Regions from separate parts of the Danio rerio genome. Here region 2 is linked to region 1. The links are chromatin contacts, called in public HiCAR-type maps. All regions are on one chromosome and are shown on one strand. Each heading gives the region's core, a stretch centred on a gene start, on an enhancer-like site or on the middle of the called end of the contact. The rest is flanking DNA. Distances are from core to core; before and after follow the strand shown.

Region 1 (6,250 bases), core at 846-3,345:
TTGTGATGGCCACTCCAAAACATACACTCTGTTGTCTTTAAAGCACATTTTAACTAATTTGGCAGTATGCGTAGGGTCATGATCTGTTTGGAAGAACCAGTTGTGGCCAAGTTTTAATTTTCTGGCTGATGTCTTGAGATGTTGCTTCAGTATTTCTACATGTTCTTTCTTCATGATGCCATCTATGCTGTGAGATGCTGTGAAGTCTCTCTTATTATTCTGCTGATAAACATAACAGAAACAAATTTGATAATCCTAACTTACCTAAAAGTGAAAAAGTTTGCTCACATTAACATCTGACTTTTTTTTTTAAATGGTCATATGCCTTTTTATAGTGTATGTAAACTTCTGGCTTCAACTGTATATATATATATATATATATATATATATATATATATATATATATATATATATATATATATATATATATATATATATACATATATATATATATATAGATAGATAGATAGATAGATAGATAGATAGATAGATAGATAGATAGATAGATAGATAGATAGATAGATAGATAGATAGATACATACATACATACATACATACATACATACATACATACATACATACATACATACATACATACATACACACACAAATTATTGATACATTTAAATATGTAACAAATTGTTTTAGTTAGTTTTGTTTTTGGGTGTGTATCACATATACATAACAATCATATATAATACACACACATAAGTCAGAATCTATTACTTTGCATATGATAAATCATGATTATTTTTTGCCCATGCAGCATTAATTTTGATACAAGTTAATCTAAATATGATATTTCCTCTGTAAAGTTCTTGAACTTTAAAGAAAAAAATAAATATTGATGACTTTATTTTTATATTTTACTTTGTGTATTTAAAGTTATAGACACATTTGGTGTCATTTTTACATTTTTCTAATGGCTATATATTGTATTATATAGTATTAGGTTTTTAGTTCTAATCATTAACAGCTTTTGTTATTTTTGAAAATTATGTTAACTAAATGGAAATATGGGCGAGGCAGTGGCGCAGTAGGTAGTGCTGTCACCTCACAGCAAGAAGGTCGCTGGGTCAAGCCTCGGCTCAGTTGGCGTTTCTGTGCGGAGTTTGCATGTTCTCCCTGCGTTCGCGTGGGTTTCCTCCGGGTGCTCTGGTTTCCCCCACAGTCCAAAGACATGCGGTACAGGTGAATTGGGTAGGCTAAATTGTCCGTAGTGTATGAGTGTGTGTGTCTGTGTGGATGTATCCCAGAAATGGGTTGCGACTGGAAGGGCATCTGCTGTGTAAAAAGTTGCTGGATAAGTTGGCGGTTCATTCCACTGTGGCGACCCCAGATTAATAAAGGGACTAAGCCGACAAGAAAATAAATGAATTGATAAATGGAAATATGCGCCATTTCCTTGGAAACTGGCTAAAATTAATTTATACTAGATTTTATATAATAAAAAGACAGTTCACCCAAACAAGAAACTTTTGTCATAATTTACTAACCCTTTATTTGTTTCGAACATTTAAGAGTTTTTTTCTTCTGTTAAACACAATTGTTATTTCTTACTGTTATATTGTTAATTCTTTTAAAGAAGATAACTACAAAAATGTTGAAAACCTGAAACCATTTATTTTTCATAATATTTGACCTAAATTGGAAGTCAGTGGTTACAGTTTTTAGCTTACTTCAAAATGTTTTCTTTTGTGTCAAACAAAATAAATGTATGAAAATTTAGTACCATTTGAGGGTGAATTAATGTTCTTTTTGTGAACTAAACCTCTAAATATATTTTATAAGTTAACAATACACTATACACAAAAAAAGTTATAACATGTCAGCATTAAATTTAATAAATGTATAGTAAAATATTGCTCCAACATTTGTAGAATAAATAATGTTTGTGGACTGTGGTTTGTGGTTTTATCCTGTAAAATATCACTGTCAGTAGTATAATTGTAGAAAGTAAATAAAAAAAGGCTTTTCCATGTGCACAGTGGACTTTTCATAGATTCGTCACATTATTATTAGAACCAACTATTGAAACCAACAGTAGCCCTCGTACACTAAACTATAAATGGCGTCTTACTGAGACTTTTATTTTGAAGAGCATTTTCCCCTAACAAGAGTCGTCGTGTCTTGTTTTGGAGGGATGATCAAAAAGAAGACATATATTTATGGCGAAATATCAGTTTAAAGTGAATGATTTATGCTTGTTTTTATTTGACATAAATATTCCACGGTATAGCAATTCATTAAAGATTATATTGTACGCGTTTAAAAGTAAAAACTTGTATTTACGTTAACGTTACCTTGCTGACAGAAGCTTTGAAAGAATTCATCCAAAGGCGGCTAAAACTTTTAGTTTGGCTAAAACTGTCTGTCATCAGTACTAACCGACAGTCTGGGGTCTTAATCTGCATTTGAGGCTGTTTTTTGTCTTTGTGGACACTAGTTTTGGAAATGCACAGGACTGTACCGAGTCTCCCTCTGGCGCCGTCGGTGAAGGTGAAGCTCATCAATGCGGGTTTCCAAGCGGCTTCAGACCTGACAGACATGAGGCCTCTTCAGCTCTGCAAAGGCAACTTATTTATATTTACAGCAGTAAAACATTGAGGAAAACTTTGAATATTTGCTCTGAAATCGCATGTATGACTTCAAAACAACATTTGCACTAATTGATAACACGTTGTACTTTGACTGTTACTTTGATTGGCTGGTAATATGATTTCTCCATTTAGAATTTGCAAATAATACTCTTCTAAAACTTTGTTTTGCAGAGGCAGGTATTTCTCAAGAGGAGGCAGTGGAGCTGCTGCAGATGTTGAGAGATGATGCTCAGCCTCAACAGCAGAGGGCAGCAGCAGACGGCGTAACGGCACTGGATCTCCTGCACCAGGAGCAAACTCTGGGCAGCATAGTGACCTTCTGCTCTGGTCTAGATGATGCTATTGGCGGAGGCGTGCCTGTGGGAAAGACCACCGAGATCTGTGGGGCCCCTGGGGTCGGAAAGACTCAGCTTTGGTATGAAAAGAAATGGATTATGAGTTGTGTTGGTGCATCTTAAAGGGATAGTTCACTTAAAACTGAAAATTTAGTCATTCTTTACTTGTTTCAAGGTGAATCTCACTCTAAAGTGCTTTCAAACCTGTGATTTATTTTATTTAATTTTGTTGACCAAAAATATATATTTTGAAGAAAGCTAAAAACCTGTAGCCACAGCCTGACATTCATGGAAGAAAAAAAACTAAAACTATGAATTGTCTACAGGTTTTTAGCTTTCTTCAAAATATATATTTTTTGGTCAACAGAATAAAGAAACTCTAAGAAACTTTAGGTTAAGTAAACTGAGTAAATTGTCCTTGAAACTCAATTTGACCTTGAAAACATGTAGCTTACTGTAGTTTCATGTGCTGTTGTATTCCCGCATTGTAAAGCATGCAGCTGGCTGTGGATGTGCAGATTCCTGTGTGTTTTGGAGGTCTGGGAGGAAAGGCGCTGTATATCGACACAGAAGGCAGTTTTTTGGTGCAGCGGGTTGCTGATATGGCAGAGGCAGCCGTTCAACACTGCACCCTCCTAGCAGAGGATACAGGTCTGATTTGAGGAGGGAACAATGCTGATAAGTCACAATACTGATGAGCGTCACCTTCCCGTTTCATTAGAATTATGACGCAAATATATACAAATGTGCCTAATAATCTGTCTTTGACTCTCCTTTTAGAACAGAAAGGAGCTCTGGAGGAACTTAATGTGGAGAAGATCCTCTCTAACCTCTTCTTGGTGCGTTGCCATGACTATGTAGAGCTGTTAGCGGAGGTTTACCTCCTACCTGACTTCCTGTCTGAGCACCCTGAGGTAACAAATCTCTGTCAGCACAGGGACATCACTGCTGTTTACATGTTTATAGCTGATATCTTATCCAATCACAGGTGCGGTTAGTAGTGATTGACAGCATCGCCTTCCCATTCCGGCATGACTTTGAGGATCTTTCTCAGAGGACCCGCCTCCTGAACGGCCTTGCCCAGCAGCTCATCCAACTAGCTACACAACACAGAGTGGCGGTACTATTTAAAACAGGATTAATTTATCATTCATTCATTCATTTTCCTTCGACTTAGTCTCTATTTCAGAGGTTGCCACAGTGGAACGAACTGCTAACTATTCCAGTATATGTTTTATGCAGTGGATGCCCTTTCAGCCACAATCCAGTATTGGGAAACACCCATACACACTAATTCACACACACACTCATACACTATGGACAATTAAGTTCAGTCCTGGAGGGCCGGTGTCCTGCAGATTTTAGCTCCAGCTTGCCTCAACACACTTGCAAGGATGTTTTTAGAAAGCCTAGTAAGAGCTTGATTAGCTAGGCCAGGTGTGTCTGATTGGGGTTGGAACTAAACTTTGCAGGACACCTGCCCTCCAGGACCGAGTTTGGACATGCCTGACCTACATGAACACGGTCGGGACTTGAACCAGCAACCTTCTTGCTGTGAGGCGACAGTGCTAACCACTGAGCCACCATGCTGCCTTCAAAGTAATTTATCACAAAGTAATTTATATTAATATTATAAATGTATTTTACATATATGTACACTTTTACTATTTACTTACTTTTTTACTGTAAGTTTAGATATTTTTTATTAATATTAATACATTTAAATAATTAGATAATATATAAGTAATGTAATTTGTTTATATTAATAGTTAATACTAATTTATATAAATAAAAATAAAAAATTATATCAATTATAAATATAAATAATTAAATAATATTAAATTAATAATAAATATTTTATTATAATATAGGTATATTCATATTTATTTTCTAATAAATAATAATAATACAATCGTAAAATTAAAAGTAAAATTGTAAAACCATTGATAAATGCCCCCGGCCTGAATTTTACAAGTGGCTATTTTAGTAAATCACAATCATTATTTTTTTAATCCATGTATTTCCAAAAAGATAGGAACTGATTATATTGTCACTAAAAACCATGTCCTCTGGCGTGACGTGATATATGCTTATTTTAAATTGGGGAATCCCACTAAAAAATATAATTAGTTGAAGGACCCCTATTCAAGATCTTGTACATGAAACCCATGACATGCACCTGTTTAGTTTTAACCTTGGTATTTTTCACATTTTTGTTGTTCTTTTGGTGTGACACTCCTATTTATTGAAAATGTCCAACAAGTACGACATGTCATGGAGAACAAAAATATATTATTCATTACAAAATAAATAGCACCATATGAAGTGTCCAACAATAGACCCTTTTCACAATGACGTCACTTCACTTCCCCCTATCGACAACGCAGTGTATTTTTAGTTCCGGTTTACCTTCGAATGAATGGGAGACTTCTCTGGAAAATTTACAACTGAAAATATTAACAATGCACGTTGTGATTTAAGACTATTACAGTTATGGGCATGTGTCCAAATGTTTCTCTTTCAATACTGAGCTGCTTTCTGAGTTTTAAAATTATTAAGTAATTAAGAATAGAAATAAGTTATTGTTTATCAAAAAATTATATGTTTGCAAACTTCTCACTTAATATTTCAATTTATTTCCTCTATAATGGATTTATTTTTACCTTGATGCTGCTTGTTATTTAAATGTTCCAGCATGAGTAAAATTCTTTATTAGATTTTCTCATATTATCTGGTAAGTAATTAATCTAGAAATATTTAATCATTTCTCATTTACTGATACATAAATGTTTTTTTTTTTCAGTTTGAATGAATGAATTAAACCTTTATATAGTGTCCTGCCACCACCTACTGGGTGATTTTAATTTAATATCTGTATACTTTTTATCCTAATTAATAAGTTACAAATAATTTATCAAAACTGCATTTTAATCTTATAATTAAAATGCAGCCGTAGTGACAATCTAATCATATCTGTAGTAAATATACAGCTGACTTGGTTAATTCTCTATGGGAAGTAAAGATAAACTGCGTGGAGTGAAACTGGGCTCTGCATGACATTATGTGAAAAGGGACTATGACAGAGGTATCCAAACTTGGTCCTGGAGGGCCAGTGTCCTGGAGAGTTTAGCTCCAACCCTAATCAAACAAACCTGAACCAGCTAATTAAGGTATTATGCACTTTTCTCCCTATAGACTTTTATTCCTACGCACGCGATCGTGTCAGACCGGAAACGCAACCTCATGTGACAAGTTTCTCAGTTCGCCGCGTTGCAATGTTCAAGCTTTGTTCAAGAACTCTGACCTGTGAAATCA
Region 2 (6,228 bases), core at 2,943-5,442, 190 kb after region 1:
TATGCAATAAGTGTAATGAAAGTAGTCTTTTTTTCCGAAAGGAACAGAAACATTTAAATTCTGTTATTATTAACACAATTGTGTATTTTGCTTTCTTTAGTTAATGAATCTCGTTATTTTATTTGCAAAAGTGGTGTTGAAACAGATCATTTAAAAAAGCCTATTTTATTAGACAATAATAAAACATTTAATAATTTAATAAGATACTAATAAAAATTCATGTCATAAAAAATGTATAAATTAGCAGACTGCAAACAGTGCATCCAAAAAATTTTCATAGCGCTTCAGTTTTTCCACATTTTTTATGTTACAGCCGTATTTTAAAATATATTTTATTCATTTATTTTCTCAAATTCTATACACAATACACCATAATACCCCAGATTTTTAAATTGTTGTAAATTTATTAAAAATGAAAAAGCGGAAAAACAGATGTACATAAGTATTCACAGCCTTTGTTGTGAAGCTCTAAATTGAGCTCAGGTAAATTTTGCTTCTTGAGATGATTCAGAGCTCAATTGCAGTTCACCTGTGGTAAATTTGAAAAGGCATACACCTGTATAAATAAGGTCAAAGGGTTGACAGTGCATGTCAAAGCACAATCCAAGCATGAAGACAAAAAAATTGTCTGTAGACCTCTGACACAGGAGTGTCTCGAGGCACAAGGCTGTGGAAAGTTACCGAAAAATTTCTGCTGCTATGAAAGTTCCAATGAGCTCAGTGGCCTCCATCATTCGTAAGTGGAAGATGTTTGAACCACAAGGACTCTTCCTATAGCTGGCTGGCCATCGAAGCAGAGTGATCGGGTAGAAGGGTCTTAGTCAGGGAGGTGATCAATAACCTGATGGCCACTCTGTCTGAGCTCCAGCGTTCTTCTGTGGAGAGAGAAGAACCTTACAGAAGGACAACCATCTGTGCAGCAATCCACCAATCAGGCCTCTATGATAGAGTGGCCAGATGGAAGCGACAAGGCCAAAAGGTATCTGAAGGACTCTCAGAGCATAAGAAACAAAATTCTCTGGTCTGATGAGACTAAAATTAAACTTTGCAGTGAACGCCAGCAATTGAAGCATGATGGTGGCAGCATCATGCTGTGGGGATGTTTTTCAGCAGCAGGAACTGGAAGTATAGTCAGGATAGAGGAAAAGATGAGTTCAGCAATGTACAGAGATATCCTGAATGAAACCTGCTTCAGAATGACCTGAGTGACCTACTTCAGAGAGCTCTCGACCTTAGACTGGGGCGACAGTTCATCTTCCAGCAGGACAATGACCCAAAGCACACAGCCAAAATATCAATGGAGTGGCTTTATAACAACTCGGTGAATGTCCTTGAGTGGCCCAGCCAGAGCCCAGACCTAAATCCTTTTAAAACATCTCTGGAGAGATCTGAAAATGGCTGTACACCGTACAAACTGATAGAGCTTGAGAGGAACTGCAAAGAGGAATGGACAAAAATTCCCAAAGACAGGTGTGCTAAATAGTGGCATCATATTCAAAAAGACTTGAGGCTGTAATTGCTGCCAAAGGTGCATCAACAAAGTATTGGGAAAAGCTGTGAATACTTATTTACATGTGATTTGTCCGTTTTTTTTTTTTTTGTTAGTTTGTTTTTTTTTTAATTTGCAACAATTACAAAAAATATTTTTTCACATTGTTATAATGGGGTATCGTGTGTAGAATTGAGGAAAAAAATTACTTAATCCATTTTGGAATAAGACTGTAAATTAAAAAATGTGGAAAAAGTGAAGCGCTATGAATACTTTCCGGATGCACTGCATACTCATCTCAAGTTCACTCATTTAACAGTTCACCTACTGCAAAAACTATGAAAACAAAGATCAGTCAAAAAAATAAAACTAGTGTTATCAGAGTCAGAAAGTGTATTTTTTGGATTAAAATACATCATATACTGTGTTTAACTTCTTGTTTCCCTGTTCATTAAGGCAAGGCAAAGCTAGGTTATTTATATAGCACATTTCATACACAATGGTAATTCAAAGTGCTTTACATAAACAAAAATTAATTAAGTTTTTGAACTGGACTAGCATTTATTCTCTTTATTCCACTGACTTACCTGAACATTCCAATACAATACTTATATATGTGCACTATGTCAGTGACACTCATTCATAATCTATACTTGGCTCATATCTGGTGTTTTGAGCAGCTTGGCACAGCTTGGGTTTACAATTGATGACGTTTTGTCAATTTCAAGATTCAAGTGTCAGAATATGCTGCTGACCTTCATATGTTAAAATAATTTCTTTTTAGCATGTAGTTAAGAAGAAGCTTGAGGAAGTCTGTTATGTCTTAACTAAGTAAACATAAATGGCAGAGGAAGATATCAGATGTGTATTTACATACTGCCAATGAGCATTCAATCAAAAAATGATAGTAGATATAAAAAAACCTCTCTATCAATACCATGATAAAATTAAGAAAAACACAAAATCAATGATAGACCAATTCAAAGAACTACATTTTATTTGCATCTATATTGGTACAATTTATTGATGTCACATATTTGCTGACTTTTGCAAAAACAAAAAATATATATTTTATTATATATATATATATATATATATATATATATATATATATATATATATATATATATATATATAAATAAAGGGAAATGGGTAGTTTTGAAGCACAAATCTGTTTTATTGTCTCTAATTACAAAAATACTTCAAAGTAGATTTTAAAAATGGTGAAAAACTGTTTAAAATCGTTTCTCCATATTTACAATAATTAGCAGATTTTCACTAAGTCTACAATCTTCTTTACACAGTGCAAAAGCAAAAGCTGAACTTGATATTCCACATAATTTCAACGTTTGTGTTCCATGGAATAAGAAATAAATAGTAGACATTTCATGTTTGGGTTAAACACAATCCTCCAAACCAAAAGCACCTTGATGTCTGTTTATATAAAACACACACAGAACACCGTAAACACACCTCAACACTCTGCTCATCCATCTCAGCCAGGTTTACTTCCAAACAGCCAAATAAACCTGATGGGAGAATCCTGGTGCCTTCACTGCAGTAAAAACAGACAGCAGAAAACATTCAGATGCTCATATTTCATTCATGAAGAATACAACACAGCAGATTGCCATCAATAAGTTTCACAATGCAGAGTTTAAAATGATTAGTGACAGAATATAGAATTAATCTGTATAAGCTTCACTATATATGACTCTATGAATCATACAATCAAAGAAATATATATTAAATGAACTGCTGCAGGATACATCTGTCAACACCAACTAAAGGCCTGCATGACTTTATAAAGCACACAATCACCATATACACGCTTTCATATGAAAGGGTTGACCAATAAACAGCTAAATAAACCTGATGGGAGAATCTTGGTGCCTTCACTGCAGTAAAAACAGACAGCAAGAAACATTCAGATACTCATATTTCATTCATGGAGAATACAACACAGCAGATTGTAATCAATAAGTTTGATAATGCAGGCTTTGACGTGATTAGTGACAGAATATAGTAATAATCTTTACAAACTTTACTATATATATATATATATATATATATATATATATATATATATATATATATATATATATATATATGACTCTATATGACCAAATCACACGATCAAATAAATATATATTGAATGAACTGCTGCAGGATACATCTGTCAACACCAACTAGAGGCCTGCATGACTTTATAAAGCACACAATCACCATATACACGCTTTCATATGAATGGATTCACTTATATACGTTTAAATAACACACACGTGCAACATAACGAGCAGTTCGTCTCAAAACAAGCCCGTTATTGATTAAACATGCATGAAGGCATCATATTTCAGCATATTTATTAAGACAAATTTGCTCGTGCCAGCTCATCGTCTAATACCAAATGCATAGAGGAAAAGAAATGAATTATAAGCGGTTATAATAAAACAAAAACGGTGCATACAAGCAGGTGAGGTAGCGCAGGTTAGCATTTTAGCAAGCTAGCTGGTCCAAACTCACCAAGCAGAAAAATCATCAAATCTATAAACACGCATTTACCTTTTAATGTCACCCTCGAACCAGTCACTGCAGATGTCTGCATCAAACGCTACTGGTTTAGTGTTTTTAAACCGGGTGTTTCAACATCGGACTGCTTGTTTATGGACTAGCAGCAAGCAGCGAATAGCGCCTATATGTCAATGCCAGTCACCATGGGAGACCGTGTCAGTCACCATGGGAGACCGTATCCACCAATCGAATGCATGTTTGGTAGCCGAAAGTATAAGCATTAGCCAATCATAAAGGTGAGTTTAAAGTAGGCGGTGCAGTTTGCGAATTGACACGCCTGCATGAAAGCGCCAATATTAAATATTTAAATCACGAGTGTTTAATTTCGCTTCTTTAACGCTTTTTTTAGTATCTATATTTTTACATTGTAGTTTATATTACATTTAAATAAATGCATAAATAATAATAAAGCACTGTTAGCACTGTCACCTTACAGCAAGAAGGTCGCTGGTTCGAGTCCCGGCTGGGTCAGTTTGCATGTTCTCCACGTGTTGGCGTGGGTTTCCTCCGGGTGCTCCGGTTTCCGCCACAGTCCAAAAACATGCGGTACAGGTGAATTGGGTAAGTTAAATTGTACGTAGTGTATGTGTGTGTGTGTGTGTGTGTGTGAATGAGAGAGTATTGGTGTTTTCCAGTACTGGGTTGCAGCTGGAAGGGAATTTGCTGTGTAATAAAACACATGTAAGTTGGCAGTTCATTTCACTGTGGCGACCCACAATAAATTAACGTGGTGACCCACGATAAATAAATGGACTAAGGAAAAGAAATGAATGATGGAACAAAATTAAGTTGTCCCAAAAAACCTCAAGAATTGTGTTGATTCAGCCTATTGTCAAATAATTAGTTTTAACAAGCAGCAAAAATAAGTTTGAGTGAGTGTAGTCATGCATTTTTGCAATAATAAAAAATCTATTTTTTATTAAAACGACTAAATGTTTTGTGTAACTGTTGTAACATTTTTTTCCATTTTCATAATTAAGGCGTATTTCATACATTCATTTTCTTTTTGGCCTAGTCCCTTTATTAATCCGGGGTCGCCACAGCAGAATGGACCGACAACTTATCCAGCACGTTTACGCAGGAGATGCGCTTCCAGCCGCAACCCATCTCTGGGAAACATCCAGACACACTCATTCACACTCGTAAACTACGGACAATTTAGCCTACCCAATTCACCTGTACCACATGTACCACCTGTAGAACATGCAAACGCCACACAGAAACGCCTAGTAACCTAGCCTAGGCTCGAACCAGCAACCTTCTTGCTGTGAGGCGACATCACAGCACTACCTACTGAGCCACTGGTCTAAGACGTATTTATGCTTATTTAAATTCATCATATTATTTATAATTTATCAATTGAATTGAATTGTGGCTTTAATACAGTTGCAATATCAATCTGGCAAATTCAGAATGCTTATTAAAATATTCATTTATCTTTTTATGGAACTTTATTTTCCATTTTTAAGTTCAAGATAGACTATTATCATTTATAAATTAATCATTTATTTTATTTTTTATGTGGTTAGTAAATTTAGTAGTTGCATAAAAAAGCACAGCTGTGTAAAAAAACATATGCTGGATGAAGTTGGCGGTTCATACCACTGTCGCGACTCCTGATGAATAAAGGAACTAAGCCGAAGTAAAATGAATGAATGAATATGAGGGGTTTTCATACAGTGGTCCAAGAAATTGTTTGAAGGAAAAGCATTACAGGGCGGCGCAGCGGTTAACACTGTCGCATCACAGCAAGAAGGTCGCTGGTTCAAGCCACGGCTGGGTCAGTTGGCATTTCTGTGTGGAGTTTGAATGTTTTCTCCGTGTTGGTGTGGGTTTTATTCCAGGTGCTCCGGTTTCCAAACACATGCGCTATAGGTGAATTAAATAGGCTAAATTGGCCATAGTGTATGTCACATATCACATTTAATTAAATCAACAAACACACACCATTTTGATTTGAACAAATCAAAATAAATCTAATAATTGAGTTAATTATAAAAAAGTACACAAAATGTATGATTAATACAGCTCACATATATATTAATATTGAAATATAGTAATATTCTTAAAATATATTAATTGAAGGAAACAAATACCAATGAGATTAAAATGACTAATAATAAGTACATTTTTTAAATTATTAATTAAATTATAATTGTAATTTAGAG

The links. HiCAR-type assays count read pairs that join an accessible place to other places.
Region 2: a HiCAR-type map of caudal fin shows a contact between it and region 1, with 7 times the contacts expected there. The contact joins the promoter of trim37 here to the promoter of rad51c in region 1. A contact is called at or near these places in 7 of 18 Hi-C or Micro-C datasets (caudal fin, embryo, fibroblasts and 2 more) and 2 of 4 datasets of contacts at active chromatin or transcription factors (caudal fin and embryo).

The regions. Positions count from the first base shown.
Region 1 is chr10:37,663,072-37,669,321 of GRCz12tu, forward strand. rad51c (RAD51 paralog C) reads left to right here and starts at 2,096. Exons shown (of 9, transcript NM_001006101.1): 1 at 2,096-2,572; 2 at 2,772-3,015; 3 at 3,429-3,586; 4 at 3,716-3,849; 5 at 3,924-4,055. The coding sequence starts at 2,455.
Region 2 is chr10:37,850,328-37,856,555 of GRCz12tu, forward strand. trim37 (tripartite motif containing 37) reads right to left here and starts at 4,193. Exons shown (of 25, transcript XM_009305495.5): 1 at 4,052-4,193; 2 at 2,963-3,044. The coding sequence starts at 2,983.